Linked DNA regions of Sus scrofa: region 2 is linked to region 1. The links are chromatin contacts, called in public Hi-C maps. All regions are on one chromosome and are shown on one strand. Each heading gives the region's core, a stretch centred on a gene start, on an enhancer-like site or on the middle of the called end of the contact. The rest is flanking DNA. Distances are from core to core; before and after follow the strand shown. Region 1 has its middle 68 kb from the start of MIR133A-2. Region 2 holds the start of LOC100525229.

Evidence for each region. A called contact is a pair of places that touch in the nucleus more often than the background predicts.
Region 2: a Hi-C map of omental adipose tissue shows a contact between it and region 1, with 2.1 times the contacts expected there. The contact joins the promoter of LOC100525229 here to the enhancer-like site in region 1. A contact is called at or near these places in 2 of 5 promoter capture datasets (fetal liver and liver) and 9 of 47 Hi-C or Micro-C datasets (embryonic fibroblasts, epiblast stem cells, fetal heart ventricle and 6 more).

What each region holds. Positions count from the first base shown.
Region 1 is chr6:107,064,396-107,070,314 of Sscrofa11.1, reverse strand. No RefSeq gene overlaps it. Among named protein-coding and RNA genes, the nearest start is that of MIR133A-2, 68 kb to the right of the region's middle. Within about 2 kb of position 3,239, at least 3 of the 83 cell types and tissues checked have an H3K27ac peak or open chromatin away from gene starts, as enhancers often do. A contact at or near this core is called in omental adipose tissue, where this site is marked.
Region 2 is chr6:107,278,673-107,284,794 of Sscrofa11.1, reverse strand. It overlaps LOC100525229, which reads left to right and starts at 2,040. Exons shown (of 6, transcript XM_021096175.1): 1 at 2,040-2,128; 2 at 3,817-4,412; 3 at 4,605-4,942; 4 at 5,398-5,484; 5 at 5,739-6,047. The coding sequence starts at 4,630. The coding sequence ends at 6,028. GATA6 (GATA binding protein 6) reads right to left here and starts at 468. Exons shown (of 6, transcript NM_214328.2): 1 at 1-468. The coding sequence starts at 431.

The DNA of each region.
Region 1 (5,919 bases), core at 1,990-4,489:
TTTTCATTTATTCCGTGAAAACAATGGCAAGTGCTAATTTGAAATTAAACATGACAGAAAAAGAAAGGAATATTAGAACGCTGCCTTCCCTCTCTTAGACAATTCGCAAACAAGGGTGAAGAATGTTTTTGAATCACTCTTCTGAGCAAAACTGTCTTGCCCATGGCTTCCAAGTGTTTTCAGGAATACTTTCCCCCACCAAGCTGGGGTTTCAAATTTGTGATGATAGATTCTGGCAGCAGGTTTTTGGAAAACATATCTCTATACCATGTGAAACTCCAGCTCTTCATTTAGCTGAGCACGCTGTTACTTTGCTGTCATCAGAAAAGACACCGGTGTATCACTTAAGAGAATAGCAGAGTCCCAAATAATTTTTAAGGGATGGATGTCAAACACCTGGTGTCAGTTTTGTAGGAAGAAGTCAGCAAAAATAGAGCAGGCATGGCCCCTTGTCCCTTAAAACCATCAAGTGGCCGGCCAAGTTAAAGGTGTATTGGTGATGTATATGGTTCATCTTCTGATTTTGGACAAAGAGTTTGATAAAGAAAAGTAATGCCACCCCATTGGGAGAATGGCTTCCTGAAGGCTGGATTTCCTCCTTGGAAAATCAAAAAAAGGGGAGCAGGCTGATGACCTCAAAGGCTTCTTCAGACCAAGAATTCTTAGCCTGCTGGTAGGGTTCTGTCTATGTCCTTTTCCCCAGCAAGAACATTATTAGAGGATCAGGGTGGGGAGAAGCGCAGGGAAAATGACAGGCCAACATGTTTTCAAGGGCTTCATTTACTTTCCCCAATGTCTTGTCCTCACACAGAGCCCAGCCAAGTTCAGAGAAATTGGTTTGGGGAAACAAACACAACTTAGACATCACAATGTCATGTTAAAAAAAAAAAAAAAATGAGTAGTTCCCATTGTGGCTCAGTGGTTAACAAATCCAACTAGGAACCATGAGGTTGAGGGTTCAATCCCTGGCCTTGCTCAGTGGGTTGAGGATCCGGCGTTGCTGTGAGCTGTGGTGTAGGCTGCAGACATGGCTCGGATCCCGTGTTGCTGTGGCTCTGGCGCAGGCCGGCAACTACAGCTCCAATTGGACTCCTAGCCTAGGAACCTCCATATGCCGCGGAAGCAGCCCTAGAAAAGGCAAAAAGACAAAAAAAAAAGACAAGACAAGTCACTCCAGGTGTGGGTTTGCAGCATTTTAACCAACTGGTAACTCTGTTTTCCTTCTTCCTTATCAGGGCCCAAGTTACTAAGAAAACAGTTTATTTGACTAAAAATCATAAACGACAATAGGAATCTTGGTGCTGTGCAAATTAAATGAGATGTAAACTCTTAGCATGGTGATTGGCATTAGTAAATAATCGATAATTATTAGCGATTGTTGCATTGGTGACAACTTACTTTTGGTAATCTCCTTATGAAGCAGTTTCACATATTATTTCACTTAATCTGATCTTTCAACACGTGTTTAATGGATGCCTGCTAGGATGTGTCAGAATCTGTTCTGAGCACTGGGAATACAATCATGACCAAGATTGGCAGAGGCTGTGCCCTCACAGAATTTATGTTCTGGTTGGGGGAGAAAAACAGTGAACAAGGAAAAATGGTACAGTGAGGGGACCAGGGTAAGAAAGGGTGGGGACTGGTTGTTACACTCAGAGTCGTCGGGGAAGCCCTCTTTGGTGAGGAGACATTTGAGCAGATGCCTGAAGGAAGTGAGGGGTGAGCCCTGTGAATGTTCATGGGAAAGTCGTTGAAGGTGGAGGGAACAGCAGATGCAAGGCCCAGGGGTAGAAAAGTGGGTGGCATGTTTGGGAAAGAAAAAGGAGGCAGTGAGAGGCTGGGGTGGGAGGATGCCAGGGGCCTGGACCATGGAGGGATTCTGTTTTCTTTCCCAGGTTAGAGGCAAAGCCTTTGGAGGGTCCTAAGCACAGGAGGAAAGCAGGGCGAGGAGGCAAGGGGACAGAGCACTGAAACCAGGTCAGGGTGAGACTTGAGTCGCTCTGCCCATGCCTCCCCGGACAGACACATGACAAGAGAAGGTCGGATGTACTCATGACATTAGGAGACACCGGGCTAGATCCAGTTTTGAGTAAAAAATCTGGGGAGTTCTCATTGTGGCTCAGTGGGTTACAAATCCAACTAGTATCCATGAGGATGCAGGTTCAATCCCCAGCCCTGATCAGTAGGTTAAGGTCCTGTGTTGCCACAAGCTGCAGCATAAGTCACATATGTGTTTTGGATCCAGTGTTGCTGTGGCTGGGGTGTAGGGTGGCAGCTACAGCTCCAATTTGACCCCTAGTCTAGGAACCTCCATATGCTATGGGTGTGGCCCTAAAAAAAAAAAAAAAAGGAAGAAAAAGAAAGAAACCTGGGCGAGGGGTGGCAGTCACTAGATTCGGAAGACCATTTTGCAAAAATCAAAGCCTCTAACCAGTTCCCTGGAGAAGAAAAGTTGCTTGTGATCTGAGCTACCAACTGTGAGAGAGCCCCACAGCGAGGGTAGGGGACCCCATTAGAATCCCTTCAGGGAACTTTATCTCCTTCTCCACCAGGCTAGGGAGCCTCCAGGCTCCTCAGAGGAAGCTGCCAAGAGGTTCGGTCCTCAGAGAGGAGACGGACCTGCATCAATCACTTGAGTATTTATCCAGTGCTGACATGCCCACAGCTGCGATAGGCCAGCAAGAAATCCTGGTCCCTGTCATCAATTTGTTTATAATTTGGCTCAACAGAGATGGGACTCACATAAAATGCTTTGTAAGCAAACCCCTGAGGTTAAACCAAAGGCTCACCCAGAATAGGTCCTTAACAAATAGCTGTGATGGGAACTGTTAAAACTTGTAGGAGTTGGGATAGAGGAGAGATCCCCATCTTGACACTCCTGGGAAGGCTCCAGGGCTCGGGGGCAGAGTGTAGGACGTGCCCTGGATGGAGAAGTTCTCAGGCCAAGGGAGAGGGATGAGCAAGGCTTCCATCTGCACCGGGTCCCCAGGGACGTGGCTAACACGAGAAAGCTGCATGTTGTTAGGTGTCTGCTGCACAAGCACTTTTGTCCCGCTGTCCCTTGATCTTTCTTACTGATATAACGATACCGCCCTTCCCTATTGCGTTTTATCCTCGAAGAGACTGCAACATTGGGGGTAATGGGGAAACCTGTGATCCTGTGCCTGGCCTGCCTGCTGTTGGAGAGATCCTCTCACTAGATGGAGATGGTGTCCTTGCCAGCAACAGGCGGTGGTGACTCTCTGCCATCTGCTGGCACACTCCCCTCCAGCCACAGAAAGGCCAGGCCTGAGTTAGCTCCGTAAGGACGTCTGGGGGCATTTCCCCTAATCCTCAAGAGGCCTGAGCCACAGGCCCTCAGGCAGGCCCCTCCCAAACCTGGGGAAGGGTCCCGGAGTGGTTCATAGGGTCACATTGTTTGTAAAATAGGTGAAAGTAATATTTTGTTTTGTTTCCCACCTTTGGCCGCAACCATCACATAAGGAAGTTCCCGGCCAGGGATCGAATCCGAGCTGCAGCTGCAGCAGCTCTGGATCCTTAAGCCGCTGTGCCACAGTGGGAACTCTAAAAGTCATATATTTCAAGGGCAATTGGTGAAGACTACTTAGTGTTTGCACTCCCACTTTTCTTCTGCTTCTCTGTGTCAAGGGCAGACATCGACATGGCTTGTGGTGGCTTCTCTGTATGTTGAAGTGATTGCTAAGCCAGCCTGGTATGGACATGGCTTCTAGGACCACGCCTCTCCCCCTCCCTGCCTGGTGGTGTGATGAAAGAAGGCAGGGCCAAGAGGGTCCGTCAGGATACATGTGTCCCATGGCCCCCTCATACATGGGTCGTGCGGGAGAAAAAACATTTGCAATAAAGGCAACTGGAAGCTGGCCTGTGAAAAATTCTTCCAATCATCGGACATGTAAATGGTGAGCCAAAGATTTAGGTATTAACACCTAGTCAAAATGGCCTGGTCTCCAGTCAAGATATTAGGGATGGGGTGTGTGTGGGGGAAGCATTTACAATAAAGGGATTTCTTAATAAAAATATGTTCCCCCCATCCCCGATTTGGAAATATTTGTAGTCTTTTTTCCTAATTGCAATTTGCTGTGATTTATTTTTCTCATTCTAAATAAAAATTTACTGGAGTTCCTGTCGTGGCTCAGTGGTTAACGAATCGAACTAGGAACCATGGGGTTGCAGGTTCAATCCCTAGCCTTGCTTGGTGGGTTAACCATCCGGTGTTGCCGTGAGCAGACCCGGCTCGGATCCTGCGTTGCTGTGGCTCTGGCATAGGCCAGCAACAACAGCTCCGATTCGACCCTAGCCTGGGAACCTCCATGTGCCACGGGAGCGGCCCAAGAAATGGCAAAAGGACCAAAAAAAAAAAAAATTACTTTAATGTCTACGTTTGTATTTGTGATTTTCTATTGTTTTCCTAAAGAGGACATCCCAAATTATATAAGCTCCAGGCCCCACAAAAACCTTGATCTTGAATGTCCATATTAACTTGAATACCTCTTTTGCCAAAACCATGGAAGGCACTGATTTCTGTTTGTCTGGTCGAGAGGCTATGTGCTACAGACTAGGGTCAGAGACTGGAGCTGGACTGCCAGGGTTCAAATGCCATGGGAAGAATGAGCCACCACACCTTAGGAGGTACTTCATACATGTTAAATGTATGATTAGTGCTTTTGACCTGTCAGTTCTCATTCTGAATACTTAGATACAACAATTACAAAACATAGAACTTTAATAATTTGTAACCCTGTTTTATGTTCAATCATTTTTTTTCTTTTTTTAAGGCCATACCTGTGACACATGGAGGTTCCCAGGCTAGGGATTGAATCAGAACTACGGCTGCTAGCCTACACCACAGCCACAGCAACGCAGGATCCCAGCCACATCTGCGACCTACATCACAGCTCACAGCAACGCCAGATCCTTAACCCACTGAGCAAGGCCAGGGGTCGAACCCACAACCTCATTGTTCCTAGTTGGATTCGTTTCCACTGCGCCACAACAGGAACTCCTATTTCAGTCATTGTTAACTGAAACACTATTTTAAAAGAAAAGAGTAAATTAAGGCTTTGTGTTCATTTCATCCATTTCACACCAGAAGGTAACGTGGGGATGGGGTGCAGGTGTCAGATGAATTCGGCTTGAAGAAAGAGGCATGCGAAAGAGAGTACGTGAAAGGCAGAGCTCCCTCCAACAGCAGAAAGATCCCCCTGCCCCAGGGCTAAGCCATGGAGTCCTAATGGCAGCAGCAGCTCTTCAGGTCACTAAGAGGATTTTACTGACCCCTCGTGGGAGAGAGGAGTTGGTGCACCAAGGAAGACACCAGTCCAGGGAATTTTTTTTTTCCTACAATCCTTCAGGGAAAAACTCAAGAAGGGGGAAGGTGAGGTATGTTACTAACCGCCTGGGTTCTTCCCATTCAACTTGAAACTCTCATTGACAGTCAATTCTCACATCACCTTTTTTCCTGACAGACCTCAGAGCTCCCATCAAAGGCAGGTGTGCGATATCAGGTTGTGGTTTAAAAAAAAAAAAAAAGATAGGAAGGGAGGGAGGGGAGATAAGAAAAAGAAAACTAATGTTGGAACCCTAGTGCAGCTACTAACTAAATGAAAAACTGAGAAATTTGCTGAATTTCTCTGAACCTCCCCATCCTCACAGGTAAAATGAAATTCAGTGACGGAATCAGACGATATGTATAATGCACTGTGTGTGGTAGGTACTCAATAAGTGCTTACGTTGCTATCCTGACGCACAAGAATGTCACATTTACTCACCGTCTTGACGTTTATTAGGCAGTTACTTCACACCTAGAACATCCCCTTAAAAAGAGAAAAAAATTTAGAGGTTTCTCTTTAATGAACAATTTCCTCAGTTGAGGCCCGGTCTGACAGCCTCTGACCACACACA
Region 2 (6,122 bases), core at 791-3,290, 220 kb before region 1:
GGCTGCTCGGGTGCGAAAGGGCTCAGCTTGGCGCCGCGGCTGGACCACAGCAGCTTGCTGGCGGTCGCGGCCTGGTCGAGGTCAGTGAAGAGCAATAGGTCCTCCCAGCTCGACAGGGCGCCCCCGGGGGCAGAGATCCCGGGCGCCGAAGGTCCGTGAGGAGCCCCGAAGGGATGCGAGGCGTAAGGGTTGAGCAGCAGCGAGCGGGCTGTGGGTCCCGCCGCCGCCTCCGTGTCGAGCTGCGGCGTCCTGCAGTTGCTGGCGCCGCCGGGGCCACGCTCCCCACCCCGTGAGCAGCAGGAGGAAGAGGAGGAGATGGGGGAAGGCGGCGTAGAGGGCTCCCGCGCTGGAAAGCCTCCGGAGTCGCCGGCGTCCGCAGCCGCGGCCCCTAAGCGCTTTGGCAGACACCAGCCGCCGTCAGTCAAGGCCATCCACGGTCCCGCGCTGCTCCAAGCTGACTTCTAGCTCCTGAGACCGGGTGGGGAGGGAGGCAGGGTCGGGAGAAAAAATAAAAAGGAATTATCAAAAGCGCATGCTGCCCTTCTCACTTCCACTCCCCTCTCTAGATAATGAGATTCCTCAAAGATCCCGTCTCGGCCCAGGTTCTAGGGGTGGGGAAAGAGAGGAGCATGGAGCCTGCTCAGCCGCCACAAGGTCCTCCCAGAACCAGGATACCCGCTCTCCTTCTCCCGCACCTCCAGAGTCCCCTCGCCCTCCCCTCCCACCCTCCTTCGCAGCATCCTCCATCCACACGCGCGCCAGATCCCAGGGGTGACTGCGAGGCTGACCAAGGTTTTCCTTCCGCCCCGAAGTGGCTCCCTCCCGGCCGATGGCACACAAAGGAACTTTTGTTAAAGTAGCTGTGCGTGTCGGTGCTGCCTTATTACGCCCCGGTACGGAGGGCTCCCTCGCAGGGAATGCCTCAGTGTGAAGGCTGCCCGCTTGAAAATCATTAGCGCAGGGAAAGCAACCTGTCCCAGAAAACGAAACCACCGAGTTCTCCCATACTGGCTCTCCCAGAGCTTCCCGGACTGCGCTGACGAGACGCAACGCGAGCTCCAGAGAGAAATGCAACCCAGCCCAGGGAGGTGGGGCGCCTGGGCGGAGACCGCAGTCTCGGACCTTCAGGGCACAGGCAGTGCGAAGTCTCATGCCCAACCCGCGTCCCCGTGGCGCCGCACACCTTAGACACCGCTCGCCCCCGCAGCCACCGATGCGTGCGCTCACGCCGGCCGGGCCATGCCGGCTGGGCCACCCCGGCCCACCCCGCGGTCATCCCCAGGCGCGGAAAGGCTAGACGGTTCCGGAATGGACGTAGCAGGGTGGAGCGGAGCGCGGAGGAAAAAAGGGGGGGATGAAAGGGGGACTTGAGACCGCCCTGGAGACGAAGCCACCCCAAAAGGGAGAGCAGCAAGAATGACAGGGAGACTAGGAGGGGGTGGAGGGAGGCCAAACGCAGCCTAGCTGGCCTCTATGGGGCTGCTTTTCCAAATCGTTTCGGCTCATCGGAGATAACCATACTAAAATTAATACACACACAGACCCAGGCCAGATAGCACGAAAGAAGTCTCTGCGCGCCTGACTCCGGCTCCCGCCCCTTTGCGCCAAGATAACTCGGAGATAAGGGTGCGCGCAGATAAGCGCTTCGGAGAGAGGAAAAGACACCAGAAGTTAGTCCGCGGTATCCAGGAACCTGGGAGCCGCCACGGCCTGCCAGGAGTGGATAAGATAGACACCCTTGGAGCCGATCGCGGCCCGCAGAGGGCCGGAGAGCCGAGGCCGAGGGGCCTGCGTTGGGTGGGGGGTGCAGAGGAAGAAAGAGGGGTGCTCGAGCAAGAGAGGTAGCAGCCGAACCTGGGGTGGGCGCAGCGCATGGAGAACAGCGGTGGAGGAGTGTGCTCCCGAATGTGGAGAGAGGCCGAAGGCGCCAGCCGGCGAGCGCGAGTCCGGGGTCTGCGCGGTGCTGCTGGTGAATAAAAAGGAGAGAGGAGGCGCCTCTTACTGCTCTGCCGGAAAACTGCAGCCTGCGCTCCTGATTGGACTCACCGAGCCCTAAACAAACAGCGCTCGCCGAAGGGTGCCAGGCTGTGGGTCGGAACTGCGCTCAGCGAGCAGCTGGGCGCTGGAGGTGAAGAGGAGGAGGAGGAGGAGGGAACGAGGGGAGGAGAGAAAAGAGGGTGGGGAGGGGAAGGCGGGCGGCGGGGGAGGGGAGCGCGCTGCTAGGGCAGACAATGAGTCCCGCGCAGCCTGCGGGTGTGGGCTGAGCTGCGAGCGCGGTCCTAGGACTAAGAGCAAGTCCACCCAGGGGGCGCCGATCCCGGGGACGCCGGGGGAGGGGCAGAGGTGGCAGAACGCCTGACCTGGCTGGCGACCCACACCCATTCCTCCTCCCCCAGTTACACACATACTCAAGGGGGGGAGGCGCTGGCAGGGTTGACTATGCATAGTCCAACGCTGTCTCCGCAGCGGGAGAGACGCGCCATCTCGGGGGTCAGCGAGCCCTCAGAAAGTGAGGGGAAAGTGCCTTCCTCCGCTGGTCTCCCCCACTGCTGCCTCCACATTAAATGAACTTTTTGCCCCGTAGTTGTGTATGTTTCCCGACCTCTTCTCGAGACCTTGGGGCTCAGGTCCTGGTGGCCGTCGGGGGTCTAGTCTCCTGTGATGTAGGAAAGAAGGAACTAGAGCGCCTAGCTCCCTATCTCTGCTCCGCTTTTTACAAACGGTACTAAATTCCTGGGAAGTTTCGGGAGGTACACGTCGGCACTCCCCAGCTAATCTCTGAGAACTTTTAATTCGGGGCCCTGGTGTACGTAAAGGTTAGTCCACGAGGTGCGCAGAAGGGACAAGGGCTACTAGGCCAGTCGCGCTCTCCGAGTTCTGGTGTCCTGTTTGCTCTGAGCTTTCCCTGGAGAACTTCAGGTAAGTCACATATAAGTCGTTGGAAAGAGGAGGGGGGTCACCTTCCCTGGTTCCAGGGCTAAATACCACTTCCCCACCCCCACCCTCACATACACACCCCTTCTTCGCTCCCTCCAAATGGTTATCACAACTGTGTACAAACTGATACGGTCCTTCGCCGGCAAAGGGACTGGAAATGAACGTCGCGGGGTTATCAGCGCCGATCTGTCAGCAGGGAGTCGCGCGGCCCGCAGGTTCGTCCTCGGCAGGAGCCGTGATGTATGTCTCGCTCCCTTACGCTCACAAAAAGGATTTCTTCCGACAGCTGTGACCCCAGAAGGCTGTCGAAAATTTTAACTAGGGCAGGAGGAGTTGTTTTGTAGGAATGGATTTTTACACTTTTTTTCCAGGTAAATCGAAGTAAATGATTTTCTAAAGGTCAGTCTCCCTGAAAGCCTTTGGGCTGTGTGTGTGTGTGTGTGTGTGTGTGTGCGCGCGCGCGCGCGTGCGCGCGCGTGTGTGTGTGTGTGTGTGTGTGTGTGTGTGTGTGTTTCCAGTTGGGGAAGGGAGAGTTGCATAGAGTTGAACCCGGGTAGGTAGGGACATAATAAAATTTAAGAGTTTGGAGAGATTGTGAGAAGTCATGGCTAAATGTTTCCTTTCTATGTAACTGTGACTTGTGAGCCTGTGTATCCTGGGGGACAAGGGGACAGGGCCAGGCAGCGCGGGGGAGGAAGGTGCAGAATCGAGGAAGTCCACGATTCTCCTTTTCTTTTTTTCATTCTTCGTTGTAAATAGCTGTTAAACACTTCTGAATTTTAAATTGCTACCGAGAAGGTCCATAAACCGTTCTCATCCAATTTAGTCACTTTTATTACATTCCTCTTCGCCTCCCCCAATCACTGCGGCGGCTCCCAGTTTCAGCGTGGCCGTAATTCGGAAAGACTGAAGGTAGAAAACTCTGGAACGGAGATTGGCGACTGGAGCAGGATCCAGGGACTTTAAATTTTAACCTGAATTCGATTGAATGCATCTACCAGAAGAGATAGTCCGGCGTCCGCCGTCCACTCAACTCCGACCAGGGCTTCCAATGCCTTTCTTTTGGTTTCTACGTGAGTTCTGACCAAATTTTTACGTAGACTGAGTTTTGCAGAAGTTCACTTATAAGCCGTTACAGAAAGATTGTGGGCATTTGATTTCCTTTGAGTCCAATTGTTCTTAAATGTTTCTATGGTTTGCTCTCGAAAGCGAAGTTATCTTTTTCTAATTCATATCTTAGCGAGATGCTGTCTAAGGAAGACAAGTTAGCAAATAAATTGGCTAAGTAAGAGTCCAGCCTGTGAACGGCCTCCAAGCCTGAGCCCAGAGAAGACCGAGCCCCGGCACGAACCTGATTCCTGCTGCGTGTGTGTTTTTTTATATTTGCCAAACACGAGGTTGTCCTTGTGAATTTCCCTGCACAATAGCTGACACCCGGGAGAGGGTGCGCGGGCCCCGGCGCCGCTGGGACAGAGGTGAGCGCCGGGACGCCGACCGACTCCACAATGTGCGGGTTCTAAGATTCGAGAAGGGTCCAGGCACTTCTTCACTCTTCCAGATTCCCAGTCCCTTTTAACCTTGTTTAAAACAAAGATGGGGGCAGGCAGGTAATTGCTTGCTCTTTTGCAGGCTCACAAATTGGTTTTTTTGTTTGTTTGTTTTTTTAGACTGGCTTTCCAACCAGAGGAGAGAATGGATAGTGAAATTTTTTTCTTGTCAGTTAACTTCAAAATAAAACAAAACTGTTTGACCCGTGGAGTTTATTCAGACGGAAAGCCAGGTTGCCTGACTCGTCCAGTTTGCAATTTTCCCAGCGCATCGGCTTTGGCCCCGGAGACAACACCCCCAGGGAGAGGCACATTTTCAAAGCCACCCTTCACCGGCCCCAGGCCCGGGGCTCTGATCTCCCTGAGCGCCTCAGTTGGTCCCGGAAAGCGAGGAGAAGAGGGGGTGCAGAGGAAGAAGTGCACCCAAAGAGCTGGCGAAGGCCCCCATAGTGTTCCAGGTGGAAAGCTTAGAAGTTTTCTTCGTGTTTCCTCCCGTTTCTTTTCTTCCTCCTCTTTTCCTTCCGCCCCTCTCTTCTTCGGTGATTTGCTAATATGGAACGAAATCGTTTGTCTCGGGACTATTTAGACCCAAGAAGTGGCCCCTCCGGAGCGAGCCTGCCTCCCCAAGCGGCCCTTCTCACCTTCTGAAGGGGGCTGGCTCCCGGGCGCGGCCTGTCTCCAGGCTGATTTATTTGGGCCGCGCGCGCCACACCGCGCTTCGCGATTCGAATCCAGCCCGAACCCAGCCGCCAATAGGGCAGGAGGCGGGGGCTTGGCGGCCAAACGGGGACGGGTGTTTGGGGACCAAGTTGTACGCCGCTTCCGGCGGAGCAGCGAGACTCGGGCGAAGACCCGTGTCATGATCCGCCTTTCTTCCCCAAACCTAATCTCATCCTGTTGTCCTTTCACCAAGCTCCTGGGTGCTCCAGCGACGTTGCAGGAGGAAAAAGAATACAATTACATACCGTTTCTGACTTAAAATATAGTTTTAACTTGAGAGGTTTGTGGGGTTTTTTAAACCAGATTTATGGGGCCTTCTCGCTTGTGCTTATATTTCTTCCCGTCCCGGGGACACTTTGGCCGAAGGGCACGGGGTCACCTCGGCGCGCCCCGCCCCCACCCGCGCCCAGGCCCACTAGCCGGGACCGGCTGTCAGTCCAACACAGGCCATCCCCCAGGGTCCTGACGGAGTGGGGGTTGGGGGAACTGTTGTTTTGTTTTTGTAATTCTCGAAAACCCCAAAATGCTCCTTAGAGACGTCAGGTGGTGACGGCGGAAGCACTGAAAATGCGCAGCCTAGAGGTCGCCCCAACCGCGTGCCCTGGCTCTCCGCCCCACTGCCCGCAGCCTGTCATCGGGCTCCGGAACGCAGCGCCCACGCCGGGCTGTCGCGATCGGGACCCGGCCCCGCGGCCCCGCAGCCCCGGGCCGACCCCGCGCGCCGCCGGCGGCCGCCAGTTCGGCGCGGAGGTGGGCTCGCTGCGGCGGCGCGCGAAAGGTCACCGCGGTGGCATTCCTGTCCGCGCGCTGTTTACGTGACTTAATGTACTTCGTCCGCCGCGGGTAAGTTAGGGCCGCGATAAGGGGGCGGCCGGGGGAGGGTCGCTGTAAAAGCCCCACGCTGGGCGCCTTCCAGCC